Linked DNA regions of Mus musculus: regions 1 and 3 are each linked to region 2. The links are chromatin contacts, called in public ChIA-PET and HiChIP or PLAC-seq maps. All regions are on one chromosome and are shown on one strand. Each heading gives the region's core, a stretch centred on a gene start, on an enhancer-like site or on the middle of the called end of the contact. The rest is flanking DNA. Distances are from core to core; before and after follow the strand shown. Region 1 overlaps Itpr1 (inositol 1,4,5-trisphosphate receptor 1). Region 2 has its middle 37 kb from the start of Setmar. Region 3 overlaps Itpr1 (inositol 1,4,5-trisphosphate receptor 1).

Region 1 (3,692 bases), core at 125-2,624, 180 kb before region 2:
AAGTCACTAACTGCCACTCACTAAATGAGTAAACTGGAACCAAACACTTTACTAAATTATTGATGGTTTCTATCTGACAAGAGGCTGGATGCACTAAGTAAGGAGTACACCGTTGAAGACGATTTTCAACAGAAGCCATCTTGATGTTTCTAAGTGTTTACCCAAAGGTGCTGAAAACATCTCCACACAAAACCTGCTTATGGGTGTCTATAGCAGCTTTATTTACAACTGGCAAAACTTGAATGCATCCTGTATGTCTTCAGAGAGTGATAGAGATAAGGATAGAGATTTGGGTCTCTCCAAAGTATTACTCAGTGCTAAAACGGAAATGACCTATCAAGCCAGGAAGAGATAAAGAGGAAATTAAAAAGTGTATTAGTAACTGAAAAAAAGTCAATGTGGAAGAAGCATTGTTATCCTAACTACATGTCTCTTCCTGGTGGGAAATAACAACATAGAAACAGTTCAAAGACTGATGGTTTCCAAGAGTCAGGGACTTGGGAGGCTAGACAGCAAGAGCAGAGGGGCTGTCACAACAGTTCAACTCTTCTGTGAGATGCTGCAATAGTGGACACACTATCACAAATATGCCCAACACCACTTACTATACATCGTGTCCAGGGTGAAATACTCACACTATGAGCTTCGAGTAACAATGATGTCATTCATCTATCCTAATGGTCCGCCACTCTGGTAGATGGTGTCAGCACAACAGGAAACTGCATAGGTGTTGTGGGGCACGGAGTCAATGAGAAAACACTGTAAATTTCTCTCAACTCTTTTCCTAAGAACTCGAATTGACAAAACAGAGTTCATTTTTTTTAAAACTGTATTAGGAAAACAAAGCTTTGGTAACTCCATGGCTGTGCCACTCACCCGGCATATCAGCACTTGGACGAGTGAACAAAGAGCTAGGGGAAGGCTGTGACTGCTCAAATGCAGCACAATGCTCAGGGCACAGTGACAGTGCTGAAATCAGCCTGGCTTGAAATCCTAACAGCATGCTTATGGGACATTAGGTAATTCGTTAACTTCTTCCCTGACTCAACTTATTTTCCTGTAAGACCAACAAAGATCATGATGCAATTAAAAAAAAAAAGTTAATATTTATCCAGCCTTTAGAAAAGCAAAGCACATGAAGAGAAGAGCTGTACAATTTTTTGCTTAGTAACTTAGTAATACTACTCCTAACAGTAATAAATGAATAACTTAAATGTATATATACCACCGAGTGTAGACAATTCCACTCTGGCATAATTATACTATAAAACGAATAATCTGCAACACTTAAAAAGAGCTAGGTAGTAAACGTGTAGATACAGATACCAACTCCAAGAGAGACGGGGAAGGCCGAGAAGTACTGTCGTGTCAAGAGCAAGGTCCAGAAGAGTCATTACGGGGCAAGAAAACTCCTAAAACTGTGCTCTTAGGCTGATTCCTATCAGCCTTCAGATGGGCAGGAGATCTTTGAGAAAGGTAGACAGCAAACTGCTAAGCATGATCATCAGATGTCTCTCAAAGGCCGTAGTCCTGTCTCCATACTAACTAGCTGTCTGTCTTGGCTAAGTCCCCTAACTTAGACCTGCTTAAGGTGGCTCACACATCTTAGGGATACTAGGATTCAGCAATTCCTGTAACTGCCACCATTCTCCCTAACAGGACCAGTGCATTCTATAACTAAATACACTAAAAACTCGATGCTGCCATTCGGCTCAGGATTTATCAGACTCTATAAGCCGTGGGCCATTGTTTCGGAAGCACAGCCCAGGCCAGATGGTGGGTATACTTTGCGTGGGTACAGCTCCATCCCGGACCGTGCTCTCAGTAACAGACTCTTCCTTCCCTCCTTCCCAACGCCCACAAGACTGCCATGCGCTGCTACCGAGGAGCGCTGCTTACCAGTTGATGCATGAGCAACAGTTCCTTGTTTTGCTGCCATTTTTGCTCCCTCTCTGGATTGTCATCAGAAACATGTTTATCCTATCATTCATAAACACAGGCAATCCAAGTCAGCAAGCCACAAACAGGAACACAAGAACTTACTGTTTAATCAGCATCCTGTTCTCACCACCTCCTCCTCTTCCCCTGCCCCTCCCCCAATCTCCCACTGATTGCATCACTGTAGATCAGCTCCAAAACACTGCCTGCATTCAGCTGACACGAGAATTATTCATTGATCCAAGCCTCACCAAATTTATCAATAGAGTTAATGCTTATGACACCAGACTCATCTTAAAAGAGATGCAGTGACCAGACCTGTAAGTGGGCAACATTCTTCTTCCCAAACCTTAGAGCACCTGGAATGTGGCAAACATGGTGCCCATTTATCTCAGTATGAAGAACACCCTAAAGCCGGAGGACGCAAATGTGAGGAAAGCAAAGACCACACTTACATGACCACTTACTTACGATTGCCAGGTGGGCATAACAACCCACCTGAAATTCAGGGCTCAGAGGAAGAAAAGGGATCCCCAGGGCCAGTTGGTTAGCTAGATTAGCTGTATTTTCAGACTTTAAGTTCAACCGAGAAACCCTGCCTCAATGAATAAATTAGTGATGGAGGAAGATGCCTGGTATTAGTCTCAGGCTTCCACATGCAGGAGTGCACATATAGTTAAAGTAACACCCATGTACACACACACACACACACACACATACATGCAAACACATAAACACATACCAGCCAACACCCCCACAGACATGCATACAACAGCAAACAAAGGGGGATACATCCCACTTCCACAGTCACAGAGAAACCCTGGGCTCAGTGGACCTCTGTTCCTACCAAGAATAGAATCCATTGCTGACTATGAGGCTGAACAGGTTTCACACACTCGTCAAACTTTTAAGCTAGGACATGCTCACTGTAATAAGATTGCTCTGTTGGCTAAATAAGGTGATTGTATGGAATTCATTCATCATAAGAACTTACCATGAAAGGCCATCTTTAAATTAACAGTAATACTATTATCAACAAAAGCAAATTGTCCTTATCCATTAAGAGCCTTCAGATCTGACACCCATCACCTGCTCCAACCTCAGCATCACACAGAGTTTATTGGTAAAATATAGTACATTTGTACTTCATCCATCTGTGACTATAGTCTTATAATAGCCTGGGAATATAGCTCAGTGGCTGAATGCTTGCCTAAAAGGTTTAATCTCGGGTAACTAGGGCAAATGGCAGGGAGGGAGGGAGGGAAGGAAGGAGGGAAGAAGAAAGAAGAAGGAAAAGATTTCTGTATGAGAATGGTCCCTCATTCCAGCCTCACTGGCTCTTCTTATCTTTATCTCTTACTCATCTTTCATGGCCCAACTTAATCTTTGTAAGTTCTCTAATAATGACCCTGTCTGTCTCCAAGTAGACTTTAGGCATGTTCTATGACAGTTCATACATGAATGAAATAGTGCTGGTCTTTGCTTTTATAGCACACTCATTCAACAAGCTTTTGATGACTGCCAGAGTTTTCAGAAAGATGCTCCCTTTTGTAGCGGAGATGCAGAGGACAACAAGAAAGATAACGTCTCTGCCCACAGTCTACCAGGGGAGGTAGGAAAGAACAAAGCATCCTTCAAACAATGTCTTCCTTTAGATTACAATAAGCAACTTAAAACAGAATTTAAAAGATTCAAAGAGGGCTGAATATATGACTCTGTATAAAACTACAAGCTGCTCTTGCAGAAGGCCAGGT
Region 2 (4,019 bases), core at 146-2,645:
TTTTATTTCATTGATTTTTTTTTTTTCCATTTTGAAATGATGCTATACGTACACCTTTCTCTCCTCCTTTCCACGGACAGTTATCCTAACACAAAAGGACTAACCTGAAGGCTAGCTATCAGGAAAAGGAAGTGTGGAGGGAGTGGGGGTGGGGGAGGTACACAAAACAACAACAGCACACCCAAAATGTCACAGGTGGAGCAGGCTGTGTGTATGTAAGTGAGGCCCGTTCTAAAGAGGCTGAGAGATCAGGCTGGAACGGCTAAATTGTCCAATGCTATGGAAGAGCTAGATATTTGCGTTTAAAATAACATTTCTTACCACATTTTATGCTTTTGTGTCTATGTGCTACAACACACACGGAGGTCATGTGTGGGAGTCTTCTGCCCTGGTCCTGGTGCTCAAACTCAGGTAGTGGTAGTTGGCAGCAAGCATCTGTACCTGCTGATCCCTTCGCTTCCTTCCTGTTGTGTGGCCTAAGATGGAGTGCAGTTCCACATCCTCTGGCCCTAAGGATCTGGGGTTGGTTCCTGGCACGTAACGTGGTTGCCCACAGCCACCTGGAACTCCAGTTCCAGAGGATCTGACATCTTCTTCTGGTACCTATGGACGCTACACATTCTCATGATCCAGACACAGGAAGGTAAAGCACTCTATACATTACACACATTACACATGGGGAGGTAAAGCACTCTATACATGACAAAATCAAGTAAGTCTGAAAAATGGATAAAGTGCACACAGTGGAAAATTCACTTTATGCAGTGCACTATACATGGGAAGAATGACTGACCCTGCAGTGGTACACAAGGAGTATGTGTGAGAGAGAAAGGGCAGCAGCTTGCCTAGGGACCTCATTTTACTCAGAAGTCTCTGGGAAAGCTCCATGCCTCCATCCCCACCCCATCACACCTAGAATGATTTCCCAGACTTGTGTGATCAGTTGATACACTGACAGGACGTTTTCAGGCCCTTCGGCCATCATCGCTAAGTTTTCCGGTTAATACCAGCTGGTACCACAAATGTCAGGTTCCTCTGACCGATGGCTTCATTTTTATTGGTTGAAACTTGCTTCTTGTAATACAAAGTCCCCCAGAACAGACCTTAGTTCCACAGAATCTGGCCTTTGGTGTTTCTCATGCTTAAAACACCATGGAAATGATTAACTCCGAGAGCCTGGGATGAAACCTTGGCAGTTAGCCAGAGCTGCTTTTTCCCACTGTTGTGTTTAGAACATTAGAGCCAGAATTTAATTAATTTTTTGATTAAGCAAAATCATTACAGATGATATTTAGGTAGGCTATGAAGTAAGAAACGCTAGATTTTGAAACTTGCCCTACTTGAGTTCTGAAAGTTCAAGGGCTTAACACCAAGGGATCGAAATGGCCAGCTTCAGATTCTGATCTGTCCCCAAATGATCATTGACCCTAAAGCCTTCATCACAAGAAGGCTGGTTCATTGGGTCTTTGGAATTTCAGAATAATTGAAGGTGAGATAAAATGGCTGTCCTGGCCTGAATCTAGGTCCTGTTTGACAAACTCTGTGCTTTATCTGCTGAGGGGAATGGAAGCTATCAGAGTGACTTCTAGCATGTCAGTTTGGCACCTCACTAAAGTGCTATTCAAAGCTCAGAATCAGCCTAGGAGAAAAATGAGACCAGCTAGTGGCTGCCAGAGGAAAAGAGGTGAGGCTGTCCTCATGTGCTGATAAAGGTTGGCCTGCATTTTGTCCATGCCTGTTGCTTGCTTTCTCAAAGGCTACAAGTCTTTTTCCTTTATGCACTTGCCAAATAAAATCTTATTTTTCTTTAAGTGACACCGGAAAATGCGTCTTGAGTCTCTTCCTTCAGTAATTGTCTTCAGCATCATGTTGAAGGAGGCCATTGCAGATATGTCCCTCTGTTCCTGTCCAATTCCCTGAGCCACCATTAGGCAGGTAACGTTGTTCCTCAAGGTAAAATATATTTAGTGATAATGCCCACCTATGGGGATTATGGACCAAGGAGAGAATGGTAAGTTCAAGTGTTTAGCGTGGTATACTTCATGGTTTTCTAGGTCCTCATTTCTCAATGGCTCAGTAGTTAAGAGCACTGACTGCTCTTCTGAAGGTCCTGAGTTCAAATCCCAGCAACCACATGGTGGCTCACAAACTTCCATAATAAAATCTGATGTCCTCTTCTGGGTTTCTGAAGACAGCTACAATGTACTTACATATAATGAATGAATGAATCTTTGGGCCTGAGCAGGACCAGAGCAGGACAGGAGTGAGAGGGGCCAGAGCGAGCAGAAAAAGTACCTGAAGACAGCTACAGTGTACTTACATATAATAAATAAATAAATCTTTAAAAAAAAAAGACAAAGCAAAGAAAGAGATAGGTACAGTCAGGTAGGACTGGTCAGCTATAGTTATATCTATAAACAAAGAGCAAACTGGACTAAGGCTACATGAACGTGTTACTCAGATGCCTATTAATTAACAAGTTATATTCCAGATCCCTGACTTGGCAAATCCCTCCTATGCCCAATGGTCTGTCTGCTGCACAAAGTGTCTATACAAAAGGAAAGTTGGATCTGGTCTTTGCCGTTGTCTGTAATTCCGAAGCTCATCCTCTTTAACCTACCTCCCAATGAAAGTGCCTCTTATGGGGCTGGCCTTGTAATTCCCTGGCAGAGTGCTTACCGGGCATGTCCAAGGCCCTTAGTTTGATCCTCAGCATCTCAATTAAAGGAGAAGTTACTTAGGAGCATAGCAATTTAGCAAAGAGCAGGAAAGCAGGGGCAGCATCTTGGTTGGTGAGATCTTGGCCAGCCGGTGAACTGTTCTCTGAGCTGATTTGAGTTTGGTTTAGTTCAGCCTCATGATTTAAATGTATCCTTTTTGCTGTGATTACAGGTCCAGGATCTCCGTTCTAACTTCATCAGCTCCCACATTTAAAGGTTAAGATGTTGTTCAAGGGGACAATTAGGGTTTGGGAGAAAGGACTCACAGGGTACAGGGCTTTCCTAGCTCAGCAGTTCATGTGTTATGGTTTGGGGCTCTGAGCTTCTCCAGCATCATCAGGGTCAGTGAGTCAGCAGTATTTTCAACATTACTAGTAGTAGTAGTAGTAGTAGTAGTAGTCCCCTCCTCTTCCTCTTCCTCCTTCTTCATTCCTAGTATCACATGAGTGTACTATAGAATTTTCAAGAGACTTCATGGTATATAGCTTCTTTTGAGTTCTCTGTCTTTTTTAGGAGTGAGAACTTTGAGAGTGAATTCTCTAGGAGAGAAGCCAGGTCCCACAGTAACTACCTGTCTTTGTCTTTGAAGAACATGACTCACCCTTCTCCAACCCCTCTGAAGACAGCCCAGCAAGAACTGAGCACAAATTACTCTAAGAACAGCTTAAATGACCTTCCAAGAAGCTGCCATGCACGTCACATCTTCCACATAGCCTTTGAAACATCATGTGGTGCATGGACAAGTCTCATAGCTGGAATCAGTCTAATGTCAGACTCCCACAAGTGTTCCACATGTCAAGGAAGGTTTCTCAACATGGAAGCCTTCACTCGAGGGGACAATGGTCTGGGACCCTCTGTGTCCTTAATGTCTTCTCTTTAGGAGATGGCTGTATTACAAAGCCAGTTAGAAGGGCCAGGCTCTTGCAGTCTGAAGCACCCACTTCGCTCTTCCCTGCTGAGGTTTGACTTCTTGGTGCTATGGCTTCTGATTACTATACTTCGCAGCTAGCAATTTCAGGCACCTCCTAGGTGCTCAGGAGTGCTTAATGCCCATGATCTAGTTTGATCTGGAGCACAGTGGTGGGAGGAACTAGTTGTTTTGGGTCATTATTCCCAGTGGGCATGTAGGAAACTAGGACTCTTAAGTGTCTGCAAGGTGCCCTGGGGCAGCTGTGGGATGAGGTAGGCTCAGGACTTACTGTTTTTGTTGCTGCTATGGTATTGGATATTTGACTTTATTGTGCCTTTGGTGACGGGAAACATGGATGGAGTCTGAGAAATTATGAGGCTGAGCAAAAG
Region 3 (4,106 bases), core at 1,397-3,896, 220 kb before region 2:
GAACTACTTATCTGGCCTCTAGCTGAGAATTCAGGTTTTTTTCATTTAGATTGGCACTGGTCCTGAGAATGGCAGCTACCAATCAGCTGAAACAGCAACTCTACCCAACTCTACTCACCAGCAGAACATAGATACCTGCCTACACCTGTGTAGTTAGATGCTGCATCCTGGCCTCTACACCTGAGGAGATGTCTGCAAGGACATCAGATGCCCTACTAAAGAGCACCTTAAGGAGCAAGGTCACATGGCCAAGGGCAGCACAGAGTCCCTTCAAGACAGAGTAGGGATGGAGTCATAGGACCACAGGGTTCATATCACAAATCTGGCAGAAACATCACAACTTCACTGTACTCAGTACTGACTTCAGCCTCTACACAGAATGTTCAGGCTAGGCAAGGGTCTTACTGTTCAGCCGGTGTTAGTCATTTTTATTGTTTGCAATGGACAGTCCTAGGTGACTTGAAAATGACAAAACATTTTTCACTCTCAAAACTTACACTGACTCCAAAGAGAACGCCAACTGTTGTTGCTGCTGCTGCTGGTGGTGGTGGTGGTGGTGGTGGTGGTGTGCAGGTACCCACAGAGACAGGTCCTACCTGTCTCTGCTGCTCACTGCCTGATCAATCTTCTCCAGAAAACTAAACTTTTCCCAGTCTTCCTGTCTTCCCCCTTCAATCATCCCTTGGAGATTGCAAAGCCCTCTCTATTCATATAAGAGCTTCCATTCAATGCCCTGTAATTAAGAGGAAGTGAAGATCTGTGTGCATCCTCCAACGTTCAGGAGTATAGTCTGCTCCATCGCTTACATTTTGAATAATTTGGGGGAAATTATCTACATATTTAAGTTTCTTATCTCCACAGGGAATAGCCACAAGAGCTAGATCACAAGTTAACTTTCAAAATGAAATCAGCTACTTCACTTGAAGGCCTCTGAACACATCCTAACACAGTGATGAGTCAATTAAATACCATTGCTGTGAAACAGTGGGCAGGCAAACGGCACAGTCACGCAACACCGAGATGCGGGGAGGCCATGCTGCCCTAAAAAGCAAGCCAGTGTCACACGAAAACAGCAGGGACAGGTTTCACAAATATTATTTTACTTTGAGTGAAAGGTCACAAGGCAGTGATAACAAAATGAGTCTGTTGACACAGAGTGGCCCCATTTATATGAAATTCCTGACAATATCAAAACAGTGGTCACCTCTGTTGGGGAGTGGGATGCTGGTGCTTGGAGAGATCAGATGCGTTTTAGGGAAAGAGTAATTTTCGGTATATTCAAGCATGGGAATGAAATGAGTAGGTAAAATTTAATCAGTGATACATTTAACGTCTGTACATATATATGTGTACATAGATGGACGTATATATACATACATGTATTTAAAAAGACCTCAAACAATGAATTTCTTTTTATGGTTCCATGAAAAGGAAGATCTTGCTGATAAGGAAAAGGAAGAAGAAAAACAAAATTTCCCTTCAAGAAAAAGGTCAAAAGTGTCTGATTTCTATCACTAGAAAAATATGCTTTGTTTGGTCAGGGTTCAGGGTTGGGAGTGGGAAGGGGAGGGGAAAGCGAGAGAGATGACATCACCAACTTCCCCTATGGCTTCAGTCTTCTGTGTCACCAACACAGACTCACTCAGGCAATGCAGTTTTTCAGGCCTGATCCCTTTTGGCCCAGGGGGCCTGCAACAGAGCACAGGACGGCTTTCCTGGGTTGCCGATTCTACCCCAACAGCTGGAATTGGAAGCAACTTGAAAATGTCCTCTCAAACCAAATAACACAATGTCTGGAAATGACATCACGTTAATCAAGTCCATGAAGCAAGGTGCTGGCTCGTCACTGCTGAAGGTCGGCGCTGCACGTCCGACCGTTCTCCAGTCTCCAGGTTTTACTCTTTGTTCAATAGAAAGTCTTAAAAACCACCTTTGAAATTTATTTTCAAGCTTACACTTTTTAACCAAACCCAAAGAATTCACTTGGTTCAAGGAGGTTTTGGCTTGTTTGTTTGTTTTGTTTTGAAGCTGTAATTCAACATAAAGGGAATGAGAGAAGGTTGTGGGGGGAAAAAAAGGAATGCTGGATGGATCTATCCAATAAAAAGAATCTAACACATGGACACATGGAGAGTCGGGGGTAGAGCGAGAAAAGTCACATTTGTGACACAAACAACACTGTAGGCTTTGGGGTGAAAACTCTTGCTATATTGAACTCATTTCACCTCTCAGAGTCAAAAGCAAAGAGATCTCACTGCACCAGGCCTGGTGTTTCAAAACCTGCAGCCTTAGCCACGCCAGCTTATAGCCACCAAAGGGCTTTGGAAGGCTTAAGGCAGCCTGGCATGAAAGGAGTTACATAAGTTACCAGGCTGGTCCTTCCCAGAGTCTCCTGGAAAAGTACACTTTTTTTTCACTACACAAAAGGAAAGTAGGCTGTTTCTGCCCCACGATGTGATGTGCCTTTCACTTAAAGTCAGTAAAACCTGGTTGCAGGCACCATGGGAAGCCTGAAGAGTGTCTGCATCACGGGGACACGGGGACACAAAAGCAAGCCGAGATGCGAAAGCCATCTAGCGAAGCCCTCGGCGGAGCTTGGCAGGTACAGGCCGCTGGCAGGGAAGGAAGATCACTGTGTACACAAAGAAAGAAGCCAGAGGAGTCAGTTGCTCGGGAGCCAGGCCCGTAGCCCCACAGATGATTTCCTCATCTGTGCAGTGGGTACGGACTGGAAATAGAAAAGGAACCAACAGCCGAGCAGAGCTGCCGCAGACGGCTTTGCCTCAGTTCTCCACAGGAAGAGAACAAGGATGCCTGCCCATGTATACTTTGCTATCCCTTTCTTTCCTGCTTGCTACTTAGAGAGACGATGAGAACCTAACCTGGACCACCCCAGGACTGTGCTCCACCCAGCACTCCGAGACAGCTCCTGTCAGGTGGGTGTGGGGCCATGCCCTCACCATTCAGAAAAGATCATTTTTAATCAGCACTCAAACTCATCAGCCTCACTGAGATATTTAAAGACAAACAGATCACTGGACTTTGTTCATTATCTATTTCGTCATTCTTTCTTCCCATCTCACTGTTTTCTTCTCCCAAGCAACCCCTTCCTAATTTCGTGTCACGTGGACAGATAGATTGAAATACGGATCCTACACATAAAGAAAACATGATTTTGCTTATCGCACCAACCTGCAGATAGACCCACCCCTTTTCCTGCGACGTACTGCACTCTCACTAGTATGTGCACCGCTCTTTCTCTATCTGTTCATCTAGGGTTGAGCCTCTATGCTGGTTCCGTATCTGATCCACTGTAACCAGCACATCACAATCCATGTCCCCAAGCATCTTGGTGGCGTGCTGGCTTAGATCCCTTTAGGTATGCACCCAGGAGTGGAAGAGCTGAATCACCGGGTAGTCCTATTTTTAGCTCTTGAAGGAACCTCTAGACTGATTTCCATAGCGATTGCTGCAGAAGTTACATTCCCACCAGTTGTAAATAAGGGCTCCTTTCCCCCACATCCTCACCAACATTTGTCATTTGCTTTCTTGATCGACATTCTGACCAGGGTGAGGTGGAATCCAAATCTAGTTTAAATGTAGTTTTCCCTTCTGGCTATGAAGGTTGAACTTTTTGATGTACAGCTGTTAACTCTTCATGTCTTCCTTCGATGCCTGTTCAATTCATTTGCCCATTTATTGACTGAATGATGATTTTTCAAGGACTTAAACTTTTTACTTTGTTATATATTCTAGGTATTGATCTCCAACTGTACGTGTCACGTGCATAGCTCGCAAAGATTTTCTCGCAGCCTGTACGCTCGTCTCTTGACTCTATCACTTCTTCTACTGTGCCAAAGCTGTCTAATTCCATGCAATCCCATTTGTCAATACTTGGGATAATCTCCCGAACTACTGGAGTCACTTCGAGAAATGTCTTGCCTCTACTTATAACTTCAAGTGTTCCCCTCTGACGGTTTTAGAGTTTCTGATGTTATATTAAGGTTGTTGGTTCATTTTGAACTGAAGGGTGAGAGACAGGGACCTAGTTTCATTTTCCTACATGTAGATATGCAGTTTGCACAGTACCACATTTGATATTTGCA

What was found. ChIA-PET counts read pairs in DNA pulled down with a chosen protein or histone mark. HiChIP or PLAC-seq counts read pairs in DNA pulled down with a chosen protein or histone mark.
Region 1: an H3K27ac ChIA-PET map of liver shows a contact between it and region 2, with 5 times the contacts expected there. The contact joins two enhancer-like sites. A contact is called at or near these places in 3 of 484 Hi-C or Micro-C datasets (liver and nephron progenitors), 2 of 115 datasets of contacts at active chromatin or transcription factors (kidney and liver) and 1 of 9 other capture datasets (embryonic stem cells).
Region 3: an H3K27ac HiChIP or PLAC-seq map of hepatocytes shows a contact between it and region 2, with 5 times the contacts expected there. The contact joins two enhancer-like sites. A contact is called at or near these places in 4 of 484 Hi-C or Micro-C datasets (bone marrow-derived macrophages, brown adipocytes, liver and 1 more), 8 of 115 datasets of contacts at active chromatin or transcription factors (bone marrow-derived dendritic cells, embryonic stem cells, epiblast stem cells and 5 more) and 1 of 9 other capture datasets (embryonic stem cells).

What each region holds. Positions count from the first base shown.
Region 1 is chr6:108,275,468-108,279,159 of GRCm38.p6, reverse strand. The region is part of intron 4 of Itpr1 (inositol 1,4,5-trisphosphate receptor 1); the gene reads right to left. Among named protein-coding and RNA genes, the nearest start is that of Itpr1, 64 kb to the right of the region's middle. Within about 2 kb of position 1,374, at least 25 of the 459 cell types and tissues checked have an H3K27ac peak or open chromatin away from gene starts, as enhancers often do. A contact at or near this core is called in liver, where this site is marked.
Region 2 is chr6:108,099,752-108,103,770 of GRCm38.p6, reverse strand. No RefSeq gene overlaps it. Among named protein-coding and RNA genes, the nearest start is that of Setmar, 37 kb to the right of the region's middle. Within about 2 kb of position 1,395, at least 7 of the 459 cell types and tissues checked have an H3K27ac peak or open chromatin away from gene starts, as enhancers often do. A contact at or near this core is called in hepatocytes and liver, where this site is marked.
Region 3 is chr6:108,325,316-108,329,421 of GRCm38.p6, reverse strand. The region is part of intron 4 of Itpr1 (inositol 1,4,5-trisphosphate receptor 1); the gene reads right to left. Among named protein-coding and RNA genes, the nearest start is that of Itpr1, 110 kb to the right of the region's middle. Within about 2 kb of position 2,646, at least 80 of the 459 cell types and tissues checked have an H3K27ac peak or open chromatin away from gene starts, as enhancers often do. A contact at or near this core is called in hepatocytes and liver, where this site is marked.